2 separate regions of the Oryctolagus cuniculus genome follow, and region 2 is linked to region 1. A link is a contact called in public Micro-C data. All regions are on one chromosome and are shown on one strand. The core of a region is the stretch at or near the end of the contact, and the rest is flanking DNA. Distances in the headings are between cores, read along the strand shown. Region 1 holds the start of N4BP2L2 (NEDD4 binding protein 2 like 2). Region 2 holds the start of BRCA2 (BRCA2 DNA repair associated).

Region 1 (5,519 bases), core at 340-2,839:
TAACTTTGAATCCTAATGGTCTTCCTAGTTAAAGCTATTAGATGTAACTCCAGCTCCCAAACTCAGACAACCAAATGCCTTTAGCATTCAAATGTTAGGTTAGCTGAAATGTCAGTTTTTGTGGGCCCTTTTCCTGTGAGTAGTTAGTGTAAAGGTGATTATCAAATGAATGCAGTATGATAATTTAAAAGGAAAAATATTACTCAAGTTGCACTGAGAATGACATCAGTACATCATGCTTTACAGAAAAAAATCTGACAGCTGCCTCAAATCAAAAGCATTAGGAGGAAGACCTTTCTGTCTCTCTCTCTCACTGTCCACTCTGCAGGTCAAAAAATAAAAAAATAAAGAAATAATTAAAAAAAAAAAAAGCATTGGGGTCAGGCTGTGGCATAATGGGTAACAACCCCCCCGCAGAGCCGACATCCCATACGGGCGCCGGTTCAAGACCCAGATGCTCCGGAACGTCCCATCCAGCTCTCTGCTATGGCCTGGGAAAGCAGCAGAGGATGGTCCAAGTGCTTGGGCCCCTGCACCTGCGTGGAAGACCCGAGATAGGAAGAAGCTCCTGGCATTGGACTGGCACAGCCTCAACCGTTGTGGCCATTTAGGGAATGGACAAGCACATAAATCCTTAAAAAAAAAAATCAAAAGCGTTCATTTTTTTTTTTTCAAGTGGTCGATCTATGTGGGAAATAAAACTGTTTCTCTGGAAATGTCTTAGAGATGGTTAAGAATACAATTCAAAAAAGGGCTGTTTTGTTCAGCCCTTTAGTCTGCTCGCTCTTTGGCGAGAGAAAGGAAAAAAGACAAACTAGCGCATGACGGAGGTGGGACAGAGAAGGCCTGGAGGAAGACAGGACCGTGACACCGGCCATCCCACCGGAAACAGCCCCCTCCTCGGCGGACTCTCCGCTGGTCACTTCCTCCCTGGAAACGTGAGCGCAAAGTCCTAAGGCATGGCACGCAGTGTGGCCCATACCCAACCTCGGCCCTTCGGTGCGCCGTCCTCCGAGAGCCGCTCGGGACGAGTGCGTCCCCGACCTTCTCTGTCCCAAAGGAGACACGCTCCATGCCCTGCCTCGGAATTCCGGCGGTCTCCGAGCCTCACAGATCCACTCTGGGCTTTTACGGTGCCGTAATCCCAGGCGTCCGGCCAGATCCGAGCCGCTGACCAAAGAAGGAAGCAACCGAAAAACACCACACACCACCCCACACCCCTAAAAACGGGGTATCCACTCACCTTACTCTACAGCTCTGCATGGAACTGGACTTTCCAACGAGCCCTCCCTTAGACAGACGCAAACCTCTGTGAAGGGGAAAGAAAACGCGTAGAAGACGCACAGGAGCAGAGAGCTGGAAGGACTGAGCCCCAGCCGGGAGGCTACGGGCAACAAGCCGCACCTCCGTACGCAAGATGGCGGCCGCCTCACGGCCACCCAGGCAGGAACTACGGGCTCGCGCCAGGCATTGTGGGAACTGCAGGCCGTCTTTCACACCGCGGCTGTACACCACTGCGCCGAGAGCTGGTCTCCCAGAATCCATTGCGTGCCGTGCGCACTAATTTGACAAAAACGTAAACCGGAACTAGTTCCTTCCTCTGGAGCGGGGAAGTTATTTACAAACACCGAAGCACAGAAACCCGAGAAACCAGGAGCGACCCTCTCTGGCAGTCACCCCGGAAAAGAAAGGACAGGGCCTGGCGTCCCCAAGCAGGTGTATAAACTGCTCTCGGTGAATGCTTTTCCGGCTTTCCAGGAGACAAAGACTCAGCCGACTTCTCAAAAAGGAGCTCAACATTTGTAGCAGTAGCAGGGTTGGGTCGCGGACGTTGAGCGGAGAGACCAGGCGTAATTTTACGTTCTGTCAAAAGAATCATTGCAGTGCGAGTACCCGTATACTAGATAAAAATACCTACTGAGAAAAACCAGTTAGTGTTACACTTCTGGTAACGAACACCGATTACTGAGCTTTTTCATGGACAGTCATGTGCATATCGCTTGGAATACCGAGTGTCTGGTAAGAATAAGCGCTATGTGTTTATTAAATTAAAAATGTATACGAACCAAACAACTGGCAGTCCCCATTCTTTCAAGTCACTACAAAGAAAGCTGCTAATCTCTTGGTTTTTATGTCATTCTTTCTGTAGGTTTGTACCCTCCCACCCCACCAACAACATCATATAACGTTTTGATTTTAAAAGATAATAGTTAAAATCACAGTCTGGAGTCCACATTTGATTATATAACCAGTAGGCCTATGACCAAGAGGGCTCACCAAAGCAATCCCTTCCCTTACAAAGAATCTTCCGGCCGGCGCCGCGGCTCACTAGGCTAATCCTCTGCCTAGCGACGCCGGCACACCGGGTTCTAGTCCCGGTCGGGGCGCCGGATTCTGTCCCGGTTGCTCCTCTTCCAGGCCAGCCCTCTGCTGTGGCCAGGGAGTGCAGTGGAGGATGGCCCAGGTGCTTGGGCCCTGCACCCCATGGGAGACCAGGAGAAGCACCTGGCTCCTGGCTCCTGCCATCGGATCAGCGCGGTGCGCCGGCCGCAGCGCGCTGGCCGCGGCGGCCATTGGGGGGTGAACCAACGGCAAAGGAAGACCTTTCTCTCTGTCTCTCTCTCTCTCACTGTCCACTCTGCCTGTCAAAAAAAAAAAAAAAAAATCTTCCTCAAATACTAATTATATCACCATTGTTTCCCTTGATTTAATTCAAGTTATCCATCCTCCTTTGAAACAAATACACAAATGAGGTTGTGACCTTCTCAGGGTATTATATATCCAGAGTCACAGAGTGTCAGTAGAAGTTATTAATCTTGATCTCTCATCAAAGTGTTGTCCAGTTCCTTCACCGTGATTTCTTCCTTTGTAATTAATAGAAATGTGTGAGATAATAGTTTGAGGCTAAGCAAATATCCTGCTCCTAATGAAATTTTACATTATACTTTAGATCCCATTGATAATGTTTCTGGAATAATGTTTCTGTGACGTTGGTTATGAAATGTTGATTTTCCCCACCACACAGACTCCTTCAAACCTTCCACATTTGTCAATTCAAATGCTGCTATAAAGAAGAGTCCTTACTCACTATTGGCATGAATGTATGGATTCCTTTTTGTTAAGAAATTATAGTCCATTGCTGTCCTTATTAATTTGTTATCAATAGACTGTTTAGAGCAGTTTTAGATAAACTGAAAAATTGAGCAGATGCTACAATTTCCATGTACTCCCCACTAAACACACACACACACATACACAGCTTTTCTTATTACTAACCTCAACATTATGTTACATTGTTACACTTAATGAATGACCAGTGACACAGTAGTAGTAACTGCAAAGTCCTTAGTTACATTTCCTTGGTTTATACCTAATGTCATTTCTTTTTTTTTTTTTTTAAGGCACAATCTCAAACTTATGATAGTTAGGCTCCTTTTGGCTGTGACAGTTTCTTGGACTTTACTTTTTAATGACCTTGACTATTTTCAGGAAAACTGGTCAAGTATCATTAGGATGTCCTTCTATTGGGATTGTATCTGATCTTTTCTCCCATAATTAGGTTGGAGTTACTGGGTTTGTGGAAGAAGAAGGGTCACAGAGGGAAGGTGTCATTTTTATCATATCATATCTAGAGTACATATTACCAATATGATTTATGACTGTTGGCATTGCACTTTATCGCTTGGATGAAGTAATAGGTTTCTCCACAATAAATATATCCCTTGATACCCCTTTGCATGCAACACTTCTGAACAAAGTGACTGTGCACAGCACACATATCAGGAGTGGGGAGTGCTATGATAATGACACACACACATCATGTGTTGAAATTTAATCACCAATGTGGTAGGATTAGGTGGTAGGCACTTTGGGCTGGTATTGTGATGTAGCCGGAAAAGCCACCACATGTGATGTCGGTATCCCATATGGACACTGATTCGTGTCTCAGCTGCTCCAATTCTGATCCAGCTCCCTGCTAATGGCCTGGAAAAGGCAGCAGAAGATGGCCCAGGTGCTTTGGCCCCTGCCTTCCATGCGAGAGAACTGGAAGAAGTTCCTGGCTCCTGGTTTTGGCCTGACCCAGCCCTGACTGCTGTGGGCATCAGGGGGGGGGGGGGTGAACCAGTGGATGGAAACGCTCACTCTCTCTCTCTCTCTCCCCTTCTCTGTAACTCTTTCAAATAAATAAATCTTAAATATAAAGACCTGTAGGACATAATCTTAAAAACAAAGACCTGTGGCCAGCGCCATGGCTTACTAGGCTAATCCTCCGCCTGCGGCGCCGGCACACCAGGTTCTAGTTCCGGTTGGGGTGAGGGATTCTGTCCCAGTTGCCCCTCTTCCAGGCCAGCTCTCTGCTGTGGCCCGGGAAGGCAGTGGAGGATGGCCCAAGTGCTTGGGCCCTGCACCCACGTGGGAGACCAGGAGGAAGCACCTGGCTCCTGGCTTCGGATTGGCACAGCACGCTGGCCATAGCAGCCATTTGGGGAGTGAACCAAAGGAAGGAAGACCTTTCTCTCTGTCTCTCTCTCTCACTGTCTAACTGCCTGTCAAAAAAAAACAAAAAACAAACAAACAAACAAAACAAAGACCTGTAGGAAATAATTAAATCATGAGGATGAAGCACTTGTGAATACAGTTAAGCATTTATAGAGGAGGTTTCATCCATTGCTCAGCCATCTTACTTTCCCTTCTACCTTGTAAGGACAAGCAAAAAAGTGCCATCTTGTAAACAGAGCAAACACCAGTGCTGGTCCCTTGATCCCTAACTCAGCCTCCGGAACCATAAGAAATAAATGTTTATTCTTTATAAATTAAACAATCTCTAGTACTTTGTTGTAGTACCCAAAACAGAGTAAGACAGGAAGTTGTACTCTTCTCCTTTCAGGAGGGGTACTTTAAAAAGGAAAAAAGTCTTTGGAAAAAAAAAAAGTGTATACATTTATCTAAAGGAACTGGCTTTGTGACTCAGGAGGCTAAGGTGCCGCTTATGACACTGGCATCAATTTCTAGCTGCTCAGATGGCCCAAATACTTGTCACTCATGTAGGAGACTCAGATAGAGTTTGTGGCTCTTGGCTTTGCCCTGGCTCAGCCCCAGCTGTTGTGGCATTTCAGTGGGAGGTGGGGTGAACCAACAAATGGAAGATAATCTTTTTCTCTCTGTCTCTCTCACTCTCTCTTTCACTCTGCCTTTCAAATAAATAAATAATTTTTTCTGTATTAAGATTTATTCTTTATTTATTTGAAAGGCAGAATGACAGAAAGGAGGAGAGACAGACAGACAGACACACACACACACACACACACACAGTCAGAGAGAGAGAAAGAGAGAACTGGTTCACTCCCTAATTGGCCACAGTGGCTGGAGCTGGGCCAGGCTGAAGTCAGGAGCCCGGAGTTTCTTTCAGGTTTCCCATGTGGGTGCAAGGGCCCAAGGACTTGGGCCATCTTCTGCTGCATTCTCAGGCATATTAGCAGGGAGCTGGATCAGGAAGCGGAGCAGCCAGGACTTGAACT
Region 2 (5,768 bases), core at 281-2,780, 210 kb before region 1:
GTACCAAAAGAACACAAAGTTGAGGGGGGGCTGTATATAGCGAGAGAGAATAATTTCAGCGGGTTGTAATGAGGTGCCAATAGCTCTCACTAGTCTATTCCTAGCGAGACACCCCAGCCTCTCCCTTCAGAAAGGAAGAAAAAACATACTATTCTGATTTGTAGGGTAATGATAGACTTAATGGCAAGGTAGTTAGGTTTAAGTCAAAATGGACTTCAAACTTTGGCCCTACTACCAGTGAAGTTATTTAATTGCCTAATTACGTTTCCCCATTGGACATTACTAACCAACTTATAGGATTATTCTAAGACTGTGATATTACTTGTAAAGCCCAAAGCAGATTGCCTAATTTACCAAATGTTCCATAAGCAGCAGTGATCATCAGATAAGGATCATACGCAGACCTGTGTTACTTTGCTAATTAGACATAGCAGATGAAAAGCTTCAGTAGTGGGACCAGCATTTGGCACAGTGGTTAAGACGCTGCTTGGGAAACCAGCATATCAGAGTCTGGCTTCACTTCCTGCTAACCCCCGGCAGTGGAAGGTAACAACGGCCCTAGTACTTGGGTCCTTGCCACTCATATGGGAGACCCAGGCTGTTTCCAGCTCCCAGCTTCAGCCTGGCCCTGCCCTGGCTTTTGTTACCATTTGTGGAGTGACCCGGCAGGTTATCTCTATTTTTCTGCTTTCAAATACGTAAAAATGTGGCTTTCATTCTTTTAAAAAACAAGGCGGGGGGAGGAGCTTTAGTTTCTATCTACATTAGTAAGGCCCCTTGCTACAGCTGAGGATTATTATCAAACTGATTATGGCACCAAAGGAACCACGTGGAGCCTCTAATCCAAGATTGCCTTTGCTGTTCCTTGCTCAAGTGCACTGTAGAAGCAGCAGGGGCCCTAAGCCGCTCTTACCTCTCCTATTCAGTTCAATATTTTATAAGTCATACATCACACACAGATTGAACACTGTTCTAGCCAAGATACAGACCCTGTGAATTCCAAAACTGAGATCAAGTTCCATCTTCCAGGTCAGTTCAAAACAGGGCAATTGACACCATAAGAATTTAAAAAGATACCATAGAAGTCTACAGGGGAGAGTACCTAGCACTGCAGGAGCGTTAACATGGGATTCACAATTTTTCAGGCTGGGAAAATGGGCTCGCTCTGAACAGTCTACCTATGGGAAACACACCTGCTAGAACTGACTTCAAGTCCCTGAGCCTTCCATTTACTACCACGCAGTCCGGAAGTGAGGCACCCACATACAGACCACTTTATACGAGTTTTCTAAGGTCAGCTCACTTTGGCGCACAGGCTTAGCAAGCACCTGCCCTAAGGATAAAGGGAAGGTTTTTTTAAAGGTCCTTAATCGTGTTCCGAGGGCGCCCACCCAAAAGTCATCCAGGGCAGGAAGAAAGGCTGGGGAACTACGCATAGACCGAACGGCCGCCCCTTCAGAACAAGGCGGGCGGGTCTAAAAAAGTCAGGAAGCGAACATACACGCCAGCTCCCTCGTCTTCCGGTTCCTGAGCCTAACAGGCAAGCCCCTCTCGCCTCACTGAGAAACAGCAGCGGCCGACGGCGGCCTCACTTCCGGGTAGTGCGTACGCTGCGTGCCTCGTCACAGCGTCCTCACGTCACGTGCCCAGAGCGGGCTTTTGGCGCGAGCGTCTGAAAAAGGCTATGGAGGCGGAGCTCCTTCAGCTCGGCGTCTGGGGTCTTGCCTAGGGCAGTGGATCGCCGCCGGAAAAGCCGATGGGGTCAGATCTGTGATCTAAATGCTGGCGCGCTTTCTCTTAGACTGCTGAGCCCAAATACCAGCTGTACCTGTGGAGCGGGTTAGTGTGGCTGGGATGGAGACGGGCATGTCTTTCGCGGCCCCAGCGGTCCGGGGTGGCGGGCTAGGGTCTCTCAGGTTCCCGGGTGGGAATCGCGGCCTGTATCGACTTCCGCCTCTTGCCTGAGAGAAACAACCTTGTTCCAAAGCAAAGGCGAGCCCCGCCCCCTCCCTCGGGACTCTGGCTTCCCGGCTCCGGGCTGCACAACGCCTTGGCTGGGTCTGCCTCCTGGCTGTTCCGGGTGTCCGGATGCGAAATGTTCTTAATTGAAAACACGGTAACGTTACTTTAACGGAATATTGCCACCCTGGAAAGTGCTTTACAGTTTCTGGGCACCCTGTATCTGCCTTACTTAAGTCCCAGATAATTGTTAGTCTCGGATCATTGACTGGGAGTTATCGGACAGTGTTTGTTTGTACCAGGAGCCACTAGTTAACGTAATTAAAAAGAAAAGATTGACAATTCTGTTCTTGAGTCGCAGTAGACACACACGCCAGGGGTTTTCCGTGGCTGCTGTGAGTGCACAGAACTGTGGAATGTTTCCATCCTCACAGGGAGTTCGGCGTCCCGAAGAACGGGTAGAGGATGTAGCTTTAGACACAAGCACAACCCCGACATGCATCCCTGTGACGGACCTTTTGGTCTTCTCTTGCAGACTGACTTATCGAGCTTTGGAGTAATATTGTACATAAAAATGCCTATTGGATCCAAAGAGAGGCCAACTTTATTTGACATTTTTAAGATGCGGTGCAACACAACAGGTATTGGCTGGTTTTATGAAACTTGATACATTTCAACGAGAAACTGTTTTCAGAAAAGTAACATACGTGCTTGCTGAAAAAAAAATTCAGTACTTCTCGGTTTTCTTTACACTGCAAGCTACTCTATATGGAGTCATAAGTCCACTTTAGAAAGTAATAGTTTACCAGTTAACCCGACAGACACAGAACCCATAGTTGTATAAAGAGACTGGCCTCTTGATGAGCAATAACTGGAAGAACTGTTTAGAAAGTAGGACTAGTAAATTAGAAGCATTGGTGATGTTACTTTGACAGAGACTGTCAAACATTTTCGTTACAGTATTCATGATTAAGACCCCTGCAAAGAGAATTTGTTTATGTAGGCTGCCATGTTAGAAATTAAAACTAAGAACTGAAAAAAAAATTAATTCACTTGAAAATAAATCTATTGCATATTTTTTCAGAAGAATAAGTGGAATTGTTTTGCAGTTCTCCTTAACATCTGCCCTAATAGAAAATAGCTGTATTCTCATACCTGGGTGCACAGTTAATCTGTTGTGGTATGTTCTTCTGGTAGAAATATATGAAGAAAATTCACTTCACATAGTTAGTGGAACAAGGAGTATTTTAAGTCTTCAATTACTAGTGGATTTTCTTTTTTAATTTGGCTTTCTTGAACTTTGATTAGATCTTTCAAAGGTCTAATAGATGTTCCAATAGAGCTTTCCAGGTTGTAACATCATGTAGCAATTATTTGGAAAATATTGGTGTTCCAAATTATAGATATTTAACATGTTGCCCTATTAAACGTATTTTTAGAAAGCCACATTTTATCATTGGCGGCAAACTCTGTTGCTTTTCTAACAAGCTCACTTCATTCAGCTGAACAAATGTCTGCTAAATCATCCAAGTTGTAATAACTTCGTTGTAAATCCGCTAAGTCGGAATAACTTAGTTTGTCATTCTTTCCTGTAAAAAGGACTTCATGAAAACTCCAACTCAGCTCGTAACTCATCACTTGAATGCTTTTCTATGCAACTCTTGTACTTCAGCTATACAGAGGTGCTTTTTTACATAATTTCCATTTTGTCAGAGAATTATGAAAAAGATGTGCTCAAAGATCAAGCATTAATAAAATGAATGTTGCTTCAATTAGGACAGTCTTTAGATAAAGTGATATTGTTATTTTAACAAAGATGCAGTGGTTAGAAATATAATAACTATAGTTTGATGTCACTGGCTTACCTCATGCAAATTCACCAGCAGTTTTAGCCCCCATTATCTTGGTACCATCGATATAAATAGCAACATGAGGAACATAATGTCAGTAGTGTGATGAAGATCTTTTTAACCTTTGAACCTCCTGACTTATAAAAACAGCTGTTTAGGGTGGATAGATAATAGAAATTTTGTCATTTCCCTTTATGAGAAATCTTCTCTTTTAGTTTAGAATCTGTATACCTTGTATCCCGTGATTTATACACTTAAGGAATAGTCATATGACATGAATTGTATTTGTAAGATGTATTTTATTGGAAGTTTTTAATTCAGAATCTTGAATATTGAGAGAGGAAATAAACAGAAGTTAATTAAATAAAAAGGTAATATACCAAAGTGCTATATCACAATTTCGGTGAACTCTAAATATAACTGCAGATTCATGAGAGAATGTATTGATGATCTTGCTGACCTACTGTGCCTTAACCAAAGTAATCCACAGACAGAATCTCAAGCATTCTTTTCATTATATCATGATCTTTAACTACATTGCTAGCTCGTGAACTTTTGTTAATGAATAGAATTTGGATGGAGTTTTTGTTTTGTTTTGTTTTGTTTTTAAGTAGATTTAGGACCAATAAGCCTTAACTGGTTTGAAGAACTATCTTCAGAAGCTCCACTCTATAATTCTGAACCTGCAGAAGAATCTGAATGTAAGATCAACAATTGTGAACCAAATTTGTTTAAAACACCACAAAGGAAACTCTCCTATCATCAGTTGGCATCAACTCCAATCATTTTCAAAGATCAAGGTCCATCTCTGCAGCTATACCAATCTCCTTTAAGAGAATTAGATAAATACAGACCAGATACAGGTAAGTAATGTGTTGTGGGAGATGGGGATGGAGGGAGAAATATGAATGAGGAATTTAGGCAAACCGTGTTAAAAATCTCAGCTGTGTCATTAATTGTGTTGTATTGAGCGAATTAATTTCTCTGGCCTTGCTTTCCTCACTTGAATAATGGAGATGCTGAAAATAATACCTGATAGATTAAATGAAACAGTGTAGATACTTAATAAGTGTTTATTTTCTTCCACCGTTTGATTAAAATATCCTGCCAACTGAGATTTGCTAAATTATGTTTTTTATAAAAAATGGGATTTGTTTTTATTTTAGTTAAACTGAACTGTTTCTGTAGGCTATCAAAAGAACAGAGATTATTATTATCAATTTGCTATGAATATCTTTTGATCTGGTAGCAGTTTCTGTGTTGTACGTGTCACATGTTTCCAAGTAATTGTTTAATAAAATTATATATTCACTTTTTTAAAAGTTTATTACCCACTTGTAAGTGCTACTCTCTAATAAGGGGAATAAACGGTATACATATCAAGTGTAGTATAAGGATGAATGTAGTATTTGCCAAAAAAAAAAAAAAAAAGTACAATGACATAGTATTTAGGGAAGTTAGGCTGTTAGTCATTGAAACTGAACCTTGAAGGATAGTTCAGATTCAAGGAATTTGAAGATGTGATAGAATAATTATGTTCTTGGCAGAGGGAATGACAAGAAGAGCATTTAGTTTATTCCAGGAATAACAAATAATTTAGATTTGTTTGAGGTGTTTTGTGTCTGAAAGGACCAGTAAACAATCTATAAGACTGAAAAATGCAGGTGAGAGATAGGCACTGAATGGGAAGCTAAAGGAATTGAATGTTTTTATTGAGTGGAGAATTCACATGCAAATTTAATAGTACTACTTCCTTTGTCAAAGCTATGATGACCTACTTTGTCCTCATTATAAATTCAAGATCTTTTTTTTTTTGTATTTTAATTTTTTTTTAACTTTTATTTAATGAATATAAATTTCCAAAGTACGATTTATGGATTACAATGGCTTAAAGATTTATTTTATTTATTTGAAAGACAGAGTTACAGAGAGAGGTAGAGACAGAGAGGTCTACCATCC

Evidence for each region. Hi-C and Micro-C count contacts between places; a contact is called where the count stands out from the background.
Region 2: a Micro-C map of ear pinna shows a contact between it and region 1, with 5 times the contacts expected there. The contact joins the promoter of BRCA2 here to the promoter of N4BP2L2 in region 1. A contact is called at or near these places in 2 of 6 Hi-C or Micro-C datasets (ear pinna and an unstated tissue).

What each region holds. Positions count from the first base shown.
Region 1 is chr9:81,756,719-81,762,237 of mOryCun1.1, reverse strand. It overlaps N4BP2L2 (NEDD4 binding protein 2 like 2), which reads right to left and starts at 1,589. Exons shown (of 9, transcript XR_011378849.1): 1 at 1,244-1,589. It overlaps LOC108178796 (a long non-coding RNA gene), which reads left to right and starts at 1,578. Exons shown (of 4, transcript XR_001795522.3): 1 at 1,578-2,019.
Region 2 is chr9:81,963,172-81,968,939 of mOryCun1.1, reverse strand. It overlaps BRCA2 (BRCA2 DNA repair associated), which reads left to right and starts at 1,530. Exons shown (of 27, transcript XM_002720579.5): 1 at 1,530-1,839; 2 at 2,495-2,600; 3 at 4,424-4,672. The coding sequence starts at 2,534. It overlaps ZAR1L (zygote arrest 1 like), which reads right to left and starts at 1,578. Exons shown (of 7, transcript XR_007913745.2): 1 at 1-1,578.